Regions from separate parts of the Mus musculus genome. Here regions 2, 3 and 4 are each linked to region 1. A link is a contact called in public Hi-C, HiCAR-type and HiChIP or PLAC-seq data. All regions are on one chromosome and are shown on one strand. Each heading gives the region's core, a stretch centred on a gene start, on an enhancer-like site or on the middle of the called end of the contact. The rest is flanking DNA. Distances are from core to core; before and after follow the strand shown. Region 1 holds the start of Ptprz1 (protein tyrosine phosphatase, receptor type Z, polypeptide 1). Region 2 has its middle 95 kb from the start of Gm38774. Region 3 overlaps Gm38774 (a long non-coding RNA gene). Region 4 holds the start of Aass (aminoadipate-semialdehyde synthase).

Region 1 (3,658 bases), core at 546-3,045:
AGCAGTTGAAGTTCCTTCTGTGTTTCCCTAGGAGTTCAAAGTGAGAAGGCTTAGCATTTCCGGTATGAGCTTCTCCACAAGGAAATCAATGCTTGCCACAGTATGAACATTCTTAGTCTGACGGAAATGACAGTGCTTTCAATATAACATGTGACTTCGGTGGCTTTCAGTTTGGTTTCCAGCCTGTTTGATAATCAGATTCTCCAAATGTCCTTTCTGCAAATCTCTAGGAAAACGTCCCTGCCCACTCCAGCTCACATTCAATAAACACTGTTTTTCATTTTTCCCCCTGAACTCTGGATACACTTCCAGTGGATATACACACCTGTTGGTATGTTAGCAAAAATGACCAGAAATTTTCTTGCCTTATGGAAACTCTCAATCTCTATTATAATCCTCGAGGCATTTCTATTTCAAGGAGTGAGAAGAATAGGGTAAGGGTCAACTTCTTATACCGATATGTGTTCCTAAACAAACACTCTAGCTTCAAGACCCGTCCTTTCCTGACGACATGCATTCACCATCCACGAATCGATAGCAAGCTGCATCATTAGCTCTGTCCATTGACCCCAGTGTTCAGAGGCGGTGGGAATTCTGTGAGAACGGGTAGTCACAGCTGAAACAGACTTGGAATTCCAATTTGTATGCATTAAGCATCCTTTGTATTTTATAAAGCTACAGCACTGGCTTTGAGACAATAACAGAACACAAGAGTACATGCTGTACAGATCCCTACATCAAACGGTACCAGGGATAGTTCCGGAACTTGGTTTTCTCTGCCTTTGAATGTGACTCCCAAAAGGCTCTGAATAGAGTCTCTTATCAGTGTAAAATGTAAAATAACTAAACCCCATCGTGTATATGAAAATCTCACAAATATTTAGGTCGATGTATTTAGGCTATTGACTGACATCACCACCAGTTAACTTGTTTCATGTGGACCTCAACATAATTCAACAAACATTTCAGGAATACCTATTCAACTCCCTACCCCGCCCCCCAAGTCAGGAGTTCAGGTTATAGCACTCACGCTCCTACACAGCAAACAAACACCTCCATAGAAACAGGCTCCTAAGGAAAGAACGACATGCTCAGCTCCGAGGAAGCACAGGGTGTGTATTATATTTCTTTTGTGTACCCTTCAATCTAGCAATTAAAAAAAAAAATCTTTCTACAGGAGGACCCTGTGCAAAGAGACACTTGGGGAGTTCCATCCAGCAGGACCAGGGCAGTGTTGACAGTTCCCCACAGCCGCGCAGAGCAGGACAGAATGATTGGGGTCTAATGAAGGGTCAGCCAGGACCAAATGGTCACAGTAGTGCTGCAAATGATTGGACTTAACTACCCTAATGGTAATGGGAGCTGGAACTACTTTACTCACTAAGAAAATGGAAAGGGGGGCGGGGAGAGCTCAGTTTACCCAGGCCCCCTTCAACCCTTCCGGATAGGACCATCTTGGTAACTGCAGAGACGACAATAAACAAAGAAAAAAGACTTTCCCAGGGGTGAAGTCAAAAGGTCGGCCCCAAGCTGTGCGGGACAATGGGGACCCAGCCTCCTCTTGTGTCTTCCTAGTGGGTGAAGGAGCCTTAATGAAGAGACCTTTTTCACCGCGAAGATTCTAAGCCCCAGCGGGTTCCACCTCCAGCCCTGGGCGGGGGAGGGGCGCGGGGCTGGGACAGGCTGGGCCCCGCCACGCCCCTCTTTCTGCTGCTGCGCGACCCCGGCCCCCGCCTGCGCTCCTGCTCCCCCGCCCCCGCGCACTGCGCGTGCCCAGCCCGGAGCGCGTCCCCGCAATTCCGCGCCGCTGCGCTGCGAGCGCTCAGATCCTGGCCGCTGCAGCCCGCTCAGGCAGGGGACAGCGTCCCGCCTGAAGCCAGGCGCTTGGTCCAGGCTCGGTCCCCGCACCCACGCGCCGCCTAGCCTTGTATTCTCTTCTTCTCTCTTCTCTTCCTCTCTCTCTCTCTCTCTCTCTCTCTCTCTCTCTCTCTCTCTCTCTCTCTATCACTCGTTCACCTAGACCCTGGCCAGTCACCGGCGTCCCCTGCCTCGGTGTCCCCACCCTCTGTACCCTAAGCTGTACCCCTGCGGCTGGCGAGGGGCCGCGGACCGGGCTGGAGATGCGAATCCTGCAGAGCTTCCTCGCGTGCGTTCAGCTCCTGTGCCTGTGTCGCCTGGGTAAGTGATAGGACCTCGGCGGGGCACCCGCGCGGGGCTCAGTCTCTGGGACGCAGCTTGGGTGGGGGATTTCAGAACATTGGGTAGCACCCCAAGAAGAGTTATCCCGAACCTTTCGATGTCACTTGCACCGGCTGCGCCCTCATCCCCTCAACTACCACCTGCTGGGTCCCTCTACTGAGACTCCTTTGGTCAGGACACCTAGACACAGGAGGTCGCCGCCTGTCAGGGTCCCCTCGCATGCGTGCTCTCCATATTGCAAAAAGTGGAAATAGCCTTGTAGACCTACATAAGAGAATGAGTCGGTGACTAGAAATACACTACAGCAGTGGCGAGGGGCTGCGACCTAAACGTTCCTTTCTATGTTGCCACTGTAGTACTGTGGACTTGAACGGAAGGCACACGTGTCTGTCTTGAATTACGCACACGCACCTGAAAGGCACTGAGCTGAACAAGCATCGACCTGACTTTTCTAGTACTTTCAATTTAGTCACGTTCAAGTCCAGGCAGTCACTTACAAAAAAGTTCCAGTCAAATCTCTATGAGCATTCTGCCCCCAGCTTCCAGAGAGAAGAGCTGCAGGTGATGGGCGAACAGGGACACAGCACCTTCGCAGGCGTCCGAACCTTACAAGTGTTAAGTGGATATTACTCTCTGCAGTCAACGGTGTGAATATTTACTGGGAATGAGGGTGCAGACTTAGGTTTCTAAAAAGAAAACAAAAAGTAAAACCTGTCTTTTGTTTTGTTTGTTGTTTTGTTTCCTTATTTTAACTACTAAAAGCCCCTTTCAAATGCCTGTTGGAAGACATTGACCTAAAAATTAGAATGTGTACCTCGATTTGTGAGTATAACTGTTTAGCTCCCATCAGTCCTATAGCCCCACTTTTAAATTTCGTTTATAATAAAGGATATATTAAACATGCACTTCCAATCCGATGGAGAGTGCTCCTCTTAGCACCTTCGCGAACAGAAGTCATTTCTAGTTCTGACTGATGAGACTTGTGTAGGTCACTATGGTGATGACTGCCTGTAATCCACTCTGAGTATTCACCTAACCTCAATCCCCAAGGCTTGGTGAAAGTATTCAGAGCCGTCTTGGCCAATGCCTTGTAGGCAGCCACTCAGCTGACAGATCCCCTGACCTTCCCTGACAGGGCAGGCTTGAAGTTGGTTGTTGAATCCCAAGGACTCTGGTTCTTTAGAAATGTTCTTCCAATCCATACCTGTTGAATTGACATTTCCACATTCCAGCCACAGACATTTTAGCAACAAAGCCAGGTCCTCTTGATACTTAAATTATTGTTTAAGGAGATCTTACAGCATTAGGGAAGCAAATTACAGTATTACTCTGCACTTCAGCAAAACACAAGCCCAAGACTACATTAGGACTGGTTTTAATTGAGGAGAAACATTAGTTGCCACACAATGTATCTGTTTGAAGCACAATGTTCAGTGGTGTTTACTATATTCACAGAGTT
Region 2 (3,658 bases), core at 767-3,266, 340 kb before region 1:
TATCCTTCCTATATTTAGGTATGCGGCTTCAGTGCTGATCCAACACATATAGACATCTTTTGAGGGTTCTTGCAAGATATTGTTTCTTATTAAAAAGAGTAGCCCTTAGGAGGAAGGCCTTTTTGGTGACATCCAACTTGCTTCCTTGTTTGAATACAATCATGTGAGTATGTAAAATTCAGAGCTGTGGAGGGCATGTTGCAACCCCACATACCACATAACAGAAATTTGAAAATAATTTTGTTCATGGACAGAGTGATCTATGGAAATAATGCTGGTTGCATCCTCAGACTTTGTGCCCAAATACTCACTAGCCTTCTGTTTTCAGTAGCTTTATCTGAGTGATGCCGATTAACCTTAAATCATTCAAACTGATACCTATACCTATAGACGGAGCTCCGGGCCGACACGTATCTCCCGCAGGAGACAGAGGTGTTGACCACATGGTGGAGCCAAAATGGAACGTATCTCACACAGGACACAGAGGTTTCGACCGCCTGTTCTTTTCTAATGAAAGACAGAAAAAAAGTGGATCTGGAGGAGAGGGGAGGTGGGGAGAAGCTGGGAGTGGAGAGAGGGGAAACTATAATCAGGATATACTGTTTGAGAAAAGAAACCATGTTTGACAAACAAACAAATTGGTGTGTTAAGGTAAAAAAAAATCTGGTCAATTTTTTTGTGTTTATTCATAGTTTTGCCCAGTTATATTTTTGTTAGATATCTGGGTTGTTTTTTTTTTTAAAATACACCAAGGGCCTTTTTCCTGTTGAGGTACTACAGGTCCAATAGAGAGTCACATGCATACTAGGGACCACTCTACCTCTGAGCTGTGTCTTATCCCTTTGTTTTTTAATAAAGGTTCTTGCTGTGTAACTGTGTAGCCTTAAACTCTTGTTTCTCTTGAGTACTGCGATCAGAGGTGTGTATCAATAAACCTGGCAATAAATACTCTGAGGAGAAAGTAATCATACTTTAAAGCTTTACTTTAGGAAATATTGGGAGCAGCATTGCTGCTCTATACCCTGTAAGGTTGTGCCATCCATGCTGTCTGCAAAGGAGCTGAGTGGTCTCTTTGTCTTTCTTTTCTCTTACCTGAGCAGTCTCAAGTCACTTGTGCCCCTTCTCTGCAGCATTGCTCAGTGGTACAACCCACAATCTTCAAGCTTACAGAGCAGCTCTCTTTTGTTTCTGGAATACAAGTGTGTGTGTGTGTGGGTACAGGGGGAGTTGGGAGGGCTGAGTGGCCATGCCTCAGGGGCCTGAACACTGTTATTCATCACCACAGCAGATTTTTGGGTAGAGGACACACTGCTGAAGTACTGATTGATCCTGTATAAGTGCACACTCATGTGTAAGTGCACACTCAAGCCTTCCTGAGTACATTTACTCTTTGCTTGCTCTCATTTGTATTATGAGGCAACTTAAAGTGTGGAGCCTGGGATCTGGGCACAAAGGTTATCACTCCTGACCTGTGCTTTAGTTTGGGAAGACCATGCCTTATGTCGCAATGAAGGAAAACCGAGAACATTCCGAACTTGTATTTTCTAGGTGTAACGGTTGCTTTTCTTAATGCTGTTGGAAAAAAATCTTACAAAAGCCATTTAAATATAACTGCTCACAGTTTGAGGGTACATGCTGTCATTTCTGGGAAGTCACAGTGGCAGGAGTGTGAGGCAGCTGGTCACATTTGTTCACAGTGAAGGAACAGAGGCCGGGGGATGCTAGTATTCAGCAAGCTTGCTCACTTTCCTGTTTAGTACAAGACCCAACCTTGTACTGAGGGAAGGGTACCACCCACATTCCTGTGGGTATTACCATGTGGTTAGTTCAGTTAATCCAACCTTGACATTGCTGAAAGGTTTGCAGTCTAGGTGATTCGAGACAGGGTCAGGTTGACTGTCAATGATAAGCATCTTCTAGGCAGTCTTTGCCATAACAAATTTTGCCTATAACTGCATTAGTATAGAGTTAAATGAAATTCGAATATGCTGTTCTCTGTGCTAACAACTGTTTCCTGCATGTTTACCCTTCCGGGATGCACGGTGGGAATGTATAATATGTTCCCTTGATAGAGTCTATTTGTATTGTATAGCAATTTAAACACACATGTGAATTAATATAAAAGAAAAGGCCATTGTGGATATAAACACCAGATGGATTCTATATAAAACCTCATCCTACAAGGGATTTATTTTGGAATGAATCAATTATCCAAAGCATGGTGACACATTCCAATTTGTTGCTAGAGCTTTTGATTCTCATAGAATTTGGTCCTTTCTTTGGCCCTATTACTCAGTACTCATGATGCTGTTACCTGTTAAACTCACCACAATGTTGATGTTCCTATTTCGTATCATCACACAGCTTGTAAGAAAACTGAGTAAACTGAGTATAATGACCTGGCAATTTTTGTTGGTTTGCAGAAAAAAAGTTTGTATTTGCCACAAAACTAGATCCCTCATCTGTGAATATATCCTTGGTTGTTAAACTTGGGGAGGAGTTTGTCCTGAGTGCTCAGAGAAAGGTTGCAAGGTGTAAAATGTCTAGAACTGGCTAAGCTTGGCAACAGGGAACCAAGGTTCCAGTTCTAGTTATATCCCCTCTTGTGATTTGGCCTAAGTCATATATTGCTTTCATTTATATGGTAGGTTTCTGGAGGATTTCTAGGTTCAGCTGAGTAACTGTGTCATTTGTGTAGGGAGGGTCACGGGAGAGAGCTCAACCGAATCACTGGGGATGTACTGGGGTCTGCTGTAGTGTGCCATCATCAGATGTGGTTGCCTGTAGATGTTGGAAGGAAGGGAGGGAGGGAGGGAGGGAGGGAGAGAGGGAGGGAGGGAGGGAGGGAGGGAGGGAGAGGTGTAGAGGAGGAAAGGAAATAAAACCAAACCAAAGAGTCTCAGCGCAGAATCCTTACGATCACCTAAGTTTATCCAGCAAGAATAAGTCTTGTTTTTTTTTTTTAATATGTGAATATGATTTATTTTGTATACAAGCCAAATGACTTCTTTCCATGCCACGTTAATATTATCTCTCCGCCTCCAACATCATGACTTGAGTTGGTACGATGCTTACTATTCTCCTTGGGAAGTCAGACTTGGGGGCTGGAGAATTGGCTCAGTGGTTAAGAATACTTGTTGCTCTTGCAGAAGAGACGAGTTTGGTTCCCAGCATCCACACGACAGCTCACAACCATCCGTCCCTTCAGTACCAGTGGATCCAATACTCTCTTCTGACTTCCTCAGACACAAGTTATACACATGGTGCCAGACCTACACACAGAGAAAACATTCAAACACATAAAATTAATAAAATGAATAAATCTAAAACAATTAAAAAACAAGATCTTTTAAAAATACAGACTACCCGATACAAGCAATTTAAGGGAGGGAGGGGTTATTTTTGGCTCAGGGTTTGAGAGTATGTAGTAAATTGCAGCAAAGAAAATGTAGCTACAGGGACATAAGGTGGCAGGCTACAGAATGTCTGAGGTTAGAGAGTAGAGGAATGAATATGGAAGCTCAGCTGGCTTTCTCCATTTCTATTTTATTCAGTAACCCCATCTTGTGGGATGGTGCCACTCAGTTAAACCCATCTGTAATACCTTTACAGATTTATCTAGAGTGCTTCACTAATGCCTCAGGTGTTCTCCCTCCCT
Region 3 (3,658 bases), core at 295-2,794, 290 kb before region 1:
CATCACTTATTTTCCTAGTTCCGGGGTACTGCAATCTCATGGAAAGGATCTGAGAGCAGTGCCACTGTAGCTGATCCACTTCCATCAGAAAGAGCTCCCTCCATGCCCTTTGTGATCAACTGCTATTTTGAGTGTCCACTGGAATCGTGAAGAGAAAGCACATTACATTTTTGTCATTCTATTTTTAAGACATCCTCTTGCTTTTGAAACTAGGGACACTAGGGAGAATGTCTGGAAAGTGACCAGTATACATAACCTTATTTATCATATATGTGGTGTTCAAAGTGCACCATTTGAGGATATAGTTCCTAAATATTTTTTATTTGTTCATTTTCTTTGTGTGTGTGTATGTGTGTGTGTGTGCACGTGCGTGCGTGTGTACTGTCTCTGTGCTCATGTGCCATGGCATAAATGTGTAGGTCAGAGGACATCTTGTAGGAGTTAGCTCGATCCTTCAACCATGTGGGTCCCAGGAATTGAATTCAGATCCTCAGACTTGGGAACTTGATCTGCTGAGTCATCTCACTAACCCTGTTGGCAGCTGAACAAAAAAATGTCACCCATAGGCTGAGGAACTAGAACTCTTGTTCCCCAGTTGCTAGTGCTGTTTGTGGAGGATATGAAGCTTTTGAGAGGTGCAGTACAATGTTGCTGGAGATAGTCCATCACTATATTGAGGTGGGGATGGGGGTTGAGGCTGTATAGACTCACCCAATACATACTTGCTCTTTGCTTCCTGTATGCAGTTGAGATGTGACCTCTCAGCTCCCTACTCCTGCTGCCATGATTTTCCTGCCAATATGGACTTCCCTTCTAGAAGTGTAAGCCATAGTAGACTGTCTTCTATAAGTTGTCTGTGATCATGTTTTATTACACTAATTAAGAAATAACTAATATAGGCCTCTAAGGGGAGGGAGTTTCTGAACAGAAGGTATAAAACTCTCTCCAGTTTACACTGTCATTCTTGCAGATGTTATATAGACTTATGATGCTACATCGTTCTCTCTGTTTCTATTATTGCTTTCAACCCTCTTCTCTTCTTCCATGTAATTATTTTTTTGTTGTTGTTGTTCTAGAGATTTCAAGTATGTTGTTTCGTTAGTAGCATGAGAGCTCTCCCATTTTTTTTAAATAGCACTTGGTGCTATGAGCTTTTTTCTTAGCACTGTTTTCATTGTGTTGTATAGGTTGGGTATGCTGTAAATTAATCTCCATAGAATTCTAAAGAGTCTTTAGTTTTATTCTTTATTTCTGTCTTGACCAACTTTTTATTCAGTGGAGAGTTAGTTGTTCAATTTCCATGAGTTTGTAAGCTTTCTGTTGTTCTTGATATCCAGCTTTAATCTATTCTAGTAAGATAGGATTCAGGGAATTTGTTTCAATTGTGTAACCTCCCCCAGCCAGAAGCAGGCTGAGCCAGACCTTGACCTTACTGTCACTAAGGAGATTACCTAGGGTGGAGCCTTTCTCCCTAGATCACTCTATTGTTCAGCCACCGCCTAGTTCCCCTCTCTTTCAGCCCCGGCCTGCCACTAGGGTGTACCTGGTTCCTGTGAGCTGTGGGCCCGCTCACAACACAATTGATTTTGTTTCTGTTGATACTTGCTTGGTGTCCAAGTATGTGGATAATTCTGAGAGTTCCATAAAGTTCTGAGAAGAAAGCATCTTCCTTTGTGTTTGGGTGAAATGGTCTGTAAACACCAGTTAAGTCCGTTTGGTTTACCATGCCTGCTATCTCCAGTATTCTGTTTAGTTTTCGCTCGACAACCTGTCCCTTGGTGAGAGGGATGTATTGAAGTCTCTCACTTTCAGGGTGTGATGCTCAGTATGTGATTTAAGCTGTAGTAATGTTTCATTCACAGACTTGGGTTTCCTTGTGTTTGGAACATAGATATTCAGAATTGAAATGCTATCTTAGTGTATTTTTCCTTTGGTGTGTTTGCAGTGTCCTTCCTTTTATCTTTTGATTAGTTTTGATTTGAAATCTATTTTGTTACATATTAAAATGGTTATACTATATCTTCTTAGGTTCTTTTGCTTGAAATATCTTTTGTAAATCCTTGACCCTGAGGTAATGTCTATACTTGATGTTGAGGTGTACTTGTATGCAGAAGAAGGATGGATCCTGTTTTCACATCCATTCTGTTAGTTGTGTGTGTGTGTGTTTGTGGTTAGTTAACTCTATTGATGTTGAGATATATTAATGATTGTTAATTCCTATTATTTTGTTGTTGGTGGTGGTAATGGTAGTGGTGGTGCTGGTGGTAGTTAGTGTGTGTGTTTGTTTCTCTTGTTTTGATTTTGCTGGGGTGAGATTATTTATTTCGTATGGGGTATTTTTTGGGAGTAGTCAATCTCCATCACCTAGAGTTTTCCTTCTAGCACTTTCTATCAGGTTAGATTTGAAGACAGTTATTGTTTAAATTTAACTTTATCATGGAATATCTTGTCTTCTTTATCTATGGTAATTTCTAGTCCTATTTTTTTAACTTTGGTCTTTTCATAGTATCCCAGATTTCTAGGATGTTTTGTATGAGGAGTTTTTAAGATTCAACATTTTCTTTGACTGATGTATCCATTTCTGCTATCATATCTTCAGTGCCTGTCTCAGGATACTGAGATGTCTTTGATCTCTTGTATTCTGTTGATGAGACTTGCCTCTGTAGTTCCTGTTCAAATTTCTAAATTTTTCATTTTCAGATTGTCCCCAGTTTGTATTTTCTTTATTGCTTCTATTTCCATTTCCAGGTTTTGAACAGTTTTATGAGTTTCCTTCAACTGTTTGTGTTTTCTTGGCTTTTAAAAAGGGAATTATTCATGTCCTTCAGTTGTTTGTGTTTCCTTGGATTTCTTTAAGGGATTTATTCATTTTTCTTCTTAAGGGCTTTTATCCTTTTATAACCTTTACATCCTTGTAACTTTTATAACTTTCATATTCTTTATAACTTTTAGATCTTTTATAACCAACCTTTTCTCTCTGGTTTAAAGGTCTTTCTCTTGTGCTTCATCTATGTTGGAATAGTCAAGGCCTGCTTTGGGAAGATAGCTGGATTGGAGTGATGCCATATTGCCCTTGTTGACGTTTGTGCTTTTAAGGTAGTGTCTTAGCTTCTTGTTTGGGGTGAATAAAGGTCTGCTGATTTGTGGTTTTGTCTTTGTCAGGTCAGTGTTTTGTTCCTTGGTGTCTGTTTCCTTTCTGGAATTTCAATGAGTGTGATAGCTGTCTGTTGCTGGCTTTCTTTGCCTGTTCAGCTGGTGTGTTCACAGTGAATGCTTACTGGTGTTAGAGGCTGGGTAATTGGGATGAATCGTGGGGTGGGGTGGGGGAGAAAGATTGGAGGAGAAGGTCTTTGTTTCCATGGACAGAGCTAGGGATGGCATTAGGGTATCAGATCTCAGAACTTGAAGGAGAGATGTGAGTCTTCCTTCAGTATACTTGTTGCCCTGGAAAGAGTTCCCCTTGGGTTTGCAGAGGTGGCTGCTGGAATTGGAGTCTGGGCAATCCAACAAACCGGAGGAGGAAGATTATGTGGGGATAATCTGTGGGACCTACAGGAGATGTTGGTGGGGTGAGTGAAGGCTGCAACTGGTGTTCTGTTGTAGCGTTAGGGATGAGACTAGGGGATTGGATCTGGAGAAAGAAAGCCTATTGGCAGCC
Region 4 (3,658 bases), core at 410-2,909, 260 kb after region 1:
ACACAATCCGACTAACTCTCCAGGCTGTTCGAGCCTTCATCCCACTAGTGAGCTGAGCCAGTCTCACATGCTGTAGACAATAAATGTGAAACGTTTCCCATCCTGCTGTTTCCCTTAATGTAAGAATAACCACACCCCTAGTAGAAGACACTACCTATCCTTTGCCGCCCTATGATAAATTATGCTTCTCAGGGAGAAAGAAACAAAAAAATTACAAAGCCTGTCTTGAATGCCACTCTTTGGACACGGTGAACATGTAAAATTCATTACCGTTTTAACTCTTTTATTTCAACAAGTTTAAGACGTGTCTTCACATTTTAGCATCCCTGAAGTAAGAATGCATCTTAAATTGAAGACAGCTTACATTCAAGAAATGCAGGAATTGTGATAAGACGTGTGGTTTTTCTAGAAGATTGGGGAAATACCGCCCATAAATAATAAACTCCCTTGTCTTCCTAAGTCACTTTGCAGAGTGACAACCAGATTGCACAGCCAGCAAGTTCTGAGCCCTAGGTCCACTCACCTTCATGGGAGGGAGGAGTGGATAGCAAAATACAGGAATTCATGACCACATACACACACACACACACACCCCACACACACACACACACACACACCAGGCCATCTGTGTTTTGAATAAAGAACTGGAAGGACTGTATAAATCATTGGTCATTCAGTGTGTTGTACCGAGCCTCACCACAGCTACACCTTGTCCAGATTCTCACAATTCATGACCCATAATATCCAAGAAATGACAGTCTCTACAGATTTAGGAACTATTTCATTTATTCATTCATTCTTTCTGTCTCTCTGTGTGTCTCTGTCTCTCTCTGTCTCTGTCTCTCTCTCTCTGTCCCTCCCTCTCCACCCCCCCCACCCCATTCAACCATGCAGAGTTGGTTACAAAGTGTGTCCACAGAGCTCTCTCCTTGAGCACAGCCGCCCAGAGTATCGAGAGTTTTGGACACAACTTGTTTAACTTTTTCATGCCCATCTCAAACGGATTGCAGACAGACCCAGCCAACCAGGTCTCTCTCAGTCACAGTTACTAGCCCTAAACCTGCAGCTAGGACAGGGAAAGTTTGGTATCAGAATTCCACCCAGCCAGGGGGACTAGGAGGAGATCAGAAAGAATCTTGCTCTCTTCATCAACCACTACAGGCAAAGAAGCTTTCAGTCCAAGAATAAATAAGTTATTCACTCTGCAACTTTAATTTTAACACTGACCCGTATTGTCTTCCTCAGCAACAGACCACAACCACCAGAGCCCACCTGCCAAAAAGTGCATGCCCCTCCCCCTTTCTATTCAGAAGCCGTAGAGCTGAGCCTGAAGCCCTTCCTCCCCCCCAGCAAAGCTGGGCAGCGATGCCTAAAGCTTGTGTCACCTCCCTAGTTCTGTCACAGTGAGCTTCGAGGTCGCCCCGCGGCTTTGGGGCGGGAGGCCGATTTCTCGACTAACAGCTGGAGTCCCGCGGCTGAGCTGGGAGCTCCAAGTGCATCCTGCAGGCAGAGGTCGCGCCTGCATCCGAGTCGCCCTCCCGGCCCCCTTCTCACCTTGTAGGTTATGGATCAGTCCCCAGCCACCCAGAGCTCTTGAATCTGGACCCTACAGACTGATTTCCCTGCAAAAAAAATTGACTAGGGGGGCGGGGGCCCAGAAGGAGGAGGAGGTGTTTGCTCAACTTTTAAGTACGTCACAAGTCTTCCTTCCTGCAGCCAATCAACGGTAGCTTTGAAGGAACAACCTTCTCTCCTACCAATCAGCGGTGCTGCCAGGTACTAGGTCATGCCCTGCCCCTGCTCTACCCTGAAGTTCATCTGCCTGAAAGATCTCTGACCCTAGAGCTTACTTAGCTCATGGCATCGGGTTCTCCCTAAATGGCTATTGATCAGGTTTGTAACTCCCTGTGGCAGTAAGCCCACGAGGGTAGGAAAAAAACAGCAAAAAAAGAAATGTCTGGACAGTATCTACTAAGGAAATTTGCATATCTCCTGGAAAAACGTTGCAATTGCTTGTGTCTTGTTTGTTTTGCGAAGCACACTTTACAGAGCCTTTTCACAGCTTAGGAAGCTCAGCCCAATGGAAGTTTTCTCGTGTTTTAAGAATCCTAATAGCGGAGGACCTGGAGAGCACGGGGTACAGTACACTCCATTCAAGGAACAGAAGTTTAGGGATGACAAATGTATTACAATTTCCAGTATTGCTGAAATGCGAGTTTCGTAAAGACTAGCCTCAGTGACGGCGGAGCCTTGGGGTCATAGCCAGAAGGGTTTGACCCTCCTGTTTCACAAGTTCCTCCTCCATTTAGACTTGTTAGAAGGCAAGTTTCTGAAAATAAGCCCAAAGTGCTGGATAGTTTGTGTCAATTTGATACAGGCTAGAGTCATCAGAGAGGAGGGAGCCTCAGCAAGAAAAATGTCTCCATAAGATCGGGCTATAGGCAAAATTGGCGATTCATGGGAGAAGACCTATTGTGATTGATGTTATCCTGGAGGTCCTGGGTTCTGTAAGAAAGTAGGCTGAGCAAGCCACTGGAAGCTAGCCAGTAAGCAACACCCCTCCATGGCCTCTGCAACAGCTCCTGCCTCCAGGTTCCGATTGAGTTCCTGTCTTCATTACTTTTGATGATAAGCTGTTATATGGAAGTAAACTAAACCCTTTTCTCCTAGTTGTTTTTTTGGTCATGGTGTTTCATCACAGTGATAGACTCCCTAACTAAGACAAACTGACTAGACAAGCTGGTACCAGAATAGTGGGGTATTGCTGTGAGAGACCAGGCAGGCAGACACATGCACATGTAGGTGAAACACACATAAAATAAAATAAATCTTTTTTAAAAGAAAGAAAAGCTATTGAGTGTTGAGGTCTCAAAGGGCTGTTTGGTAGGAGTTTGGAAGATAAGAACACTGAGGACAGTGCAGACAATGGAGGTCTGGCTTGTCAAGTTTCAGAGAGAAATTTAAAAATTCTACCAGGGCCATTTGTTATTTTGAATTAAGATGCTCTGGTTCTTGTTAGCTGGGGCTGACTAAACAACAAGATACCAGAACTATTACAGTGAAAACTTTACTTTGCTGGAATATTTAATGCTGGTCAGTTGGGGCGGAAAAGTTAGCAGTGATTAAGAAGGGGCCAGCATCCCTGAGGTGATGTCTTCTGTCAAGTGTTTCCTTGGAGTCAGCATATAGATGTGTTCTGGACATGGCCAAGGTTGTACCTTGTGCTGGTTTTGAAGGTGTTCGTGAAAAGAAGCTGAGGTTTGGCACTGTATGGCCGAGTTGGGCCCTCTGATGAGAGCCCAGGTGAGCTTAGTGGTGAAAGTGCAGCCCAGATGCAGCAATATATCCCAGCATTTTGGAGATGTCAGCACTATAAGTTGACCACCAAGAACAGAAGCAGCAGTGGAGTGGAACCTGCCACAGCCTTGAAGACATGCTGTGTGTGCTGCAGAGAGCAGAGCTGGAGAGATAACCCAAGCCCCCTTGGACGAGCCCAGAGGGTCACGAGTGAATAATCCAAGATTATTGGACACTGAGTTATTCACGCTGGTAGAAGTTTATTTTTGCTTCGTTCAGATTTTGATTGTGCCCTGACTCTTCCCTCTTGAAGAATGTATTTTAACTTAATTTTTACAGGAGCCCACATCTGAAAGACTTG

What was found. A called contact is a pair of places that touch in the nucleus more often than the background predicts. HiCAR-type assays count read pairs that join an accessible place to other places. HiChIP or PLAC-seq counts read pairs in DNA pulled down with a chosen protein or histone mark.
Region 2: a contact with region 1 is called in an H3K27ac HiChIP or PLAC-seq map of VIP interneurons, with 4 times the contacts expected there. The contact joins the enhancer-like site here to the promoter of Ptprz1 in region 1. A contact is called at or near these places in 8 of 39 promoter capture datasets (embryonic stem cells, frontonasal cranial neural crest, hippocampal neurons and 4 more), 5 of 115 datasets of contacts at active chromatin or transcription factors (VIP interneurons, astrocytes, embryonic forebrain and 2 more) and 1 of 9 other capture datasets (embryonic stem cells).
Region 3: a HiCAR-type map of embryonic stem cells shows a contact between it and region 1, with 3 times the contacts expected there. The contact joins the enhancer-like site here to the promoter of Ptprz1 in region 1. A contact is called at or near these places in 2 of 39 promoter capture datasets (hippocampal neurons and stem cell-derived epiblast-like cells), 3 of 484 Hi-C or Micro-C datasets (cortical neurons, forebrain and nephron progenitors), 7 of 115 datasets of contacts at active chromatin or transcription factors (embryonic basal ganglia, embryonic forebrain, embryonic stem cells and 3 more) and 1 of 9 other capture datasets (embryonic stem cells).
Region 4: a contact with region 1 is called in a Hi-C map of extraembryonic endoderm stem cells, with 2.7 times the contacts expected there. The contact joins the promoter of Aass here to the promoter of Ptprz1 in region 1. A contact is called at or near these places in 1 of 39 promoter capture datasets (stem cell-derived epiblast-like cells) and 1 of 484 Hi-C or Micro-C datasets (extraembryonic endoderm stem cells).

The regions. Positions count from the first base shown.
Region 1 is chr6:22,873,707-22,877,364 of GRCm38.p6, forward strand. It overlaps Ptprz1 (protein tyrosine phosphatase, receptor type Z, polypeptide 1), which reads left to right and starts at 1,796. Exons shown (of 30, transcript NM_001081306.1): 1 at 1,796-2,178. The coding sequence starts at 2,121.
Region 2 is chr6:22,537,030-22,540,687 of GRCm38.p6, forward strand. No RefSeq gene overlaps it. Among named protein-coding and RNA genes, the nearest start is that of Gm38774, 95 kb to the right of the region's middle. Within about 2 kb of position 2,017, at least 8 of the 459 cell types and tissues checked have an H3K27ac peak or open chromatin away from gene starts, as enhancers often do. A contact at or near this core is called in VIP interneurons, where this site is marked.
Region 3 is chr6:22,583,532-22,587,189 of GRCm38.p6, forward strand. All of the region lies in intron 1 of Gm38774 (a long non-coding RNA gene), which reads right to left. Among named protein-coding and RNA genes, the nearest start is that of Gm38774, 49 kb to the right of the region's middle. Within about 2 kb of position 1,545, at least 5 of the 459 cell types and tissues checked have an H3K27ac peak or open chromatin away from gene starts, as enhancers often do. A contact at or near this core is called in embryonic stem cells, where this site is marked.
Region 4 is chr6:23,131,327-23,134,984 of GRCm38.p6, forward strand. Aass (aminoadipate-semialdehyde synthase) reads right to left here and starts at 1,660. Exons shown (of 24, transcript NM_013930.4): 1 at 1,555-1,660.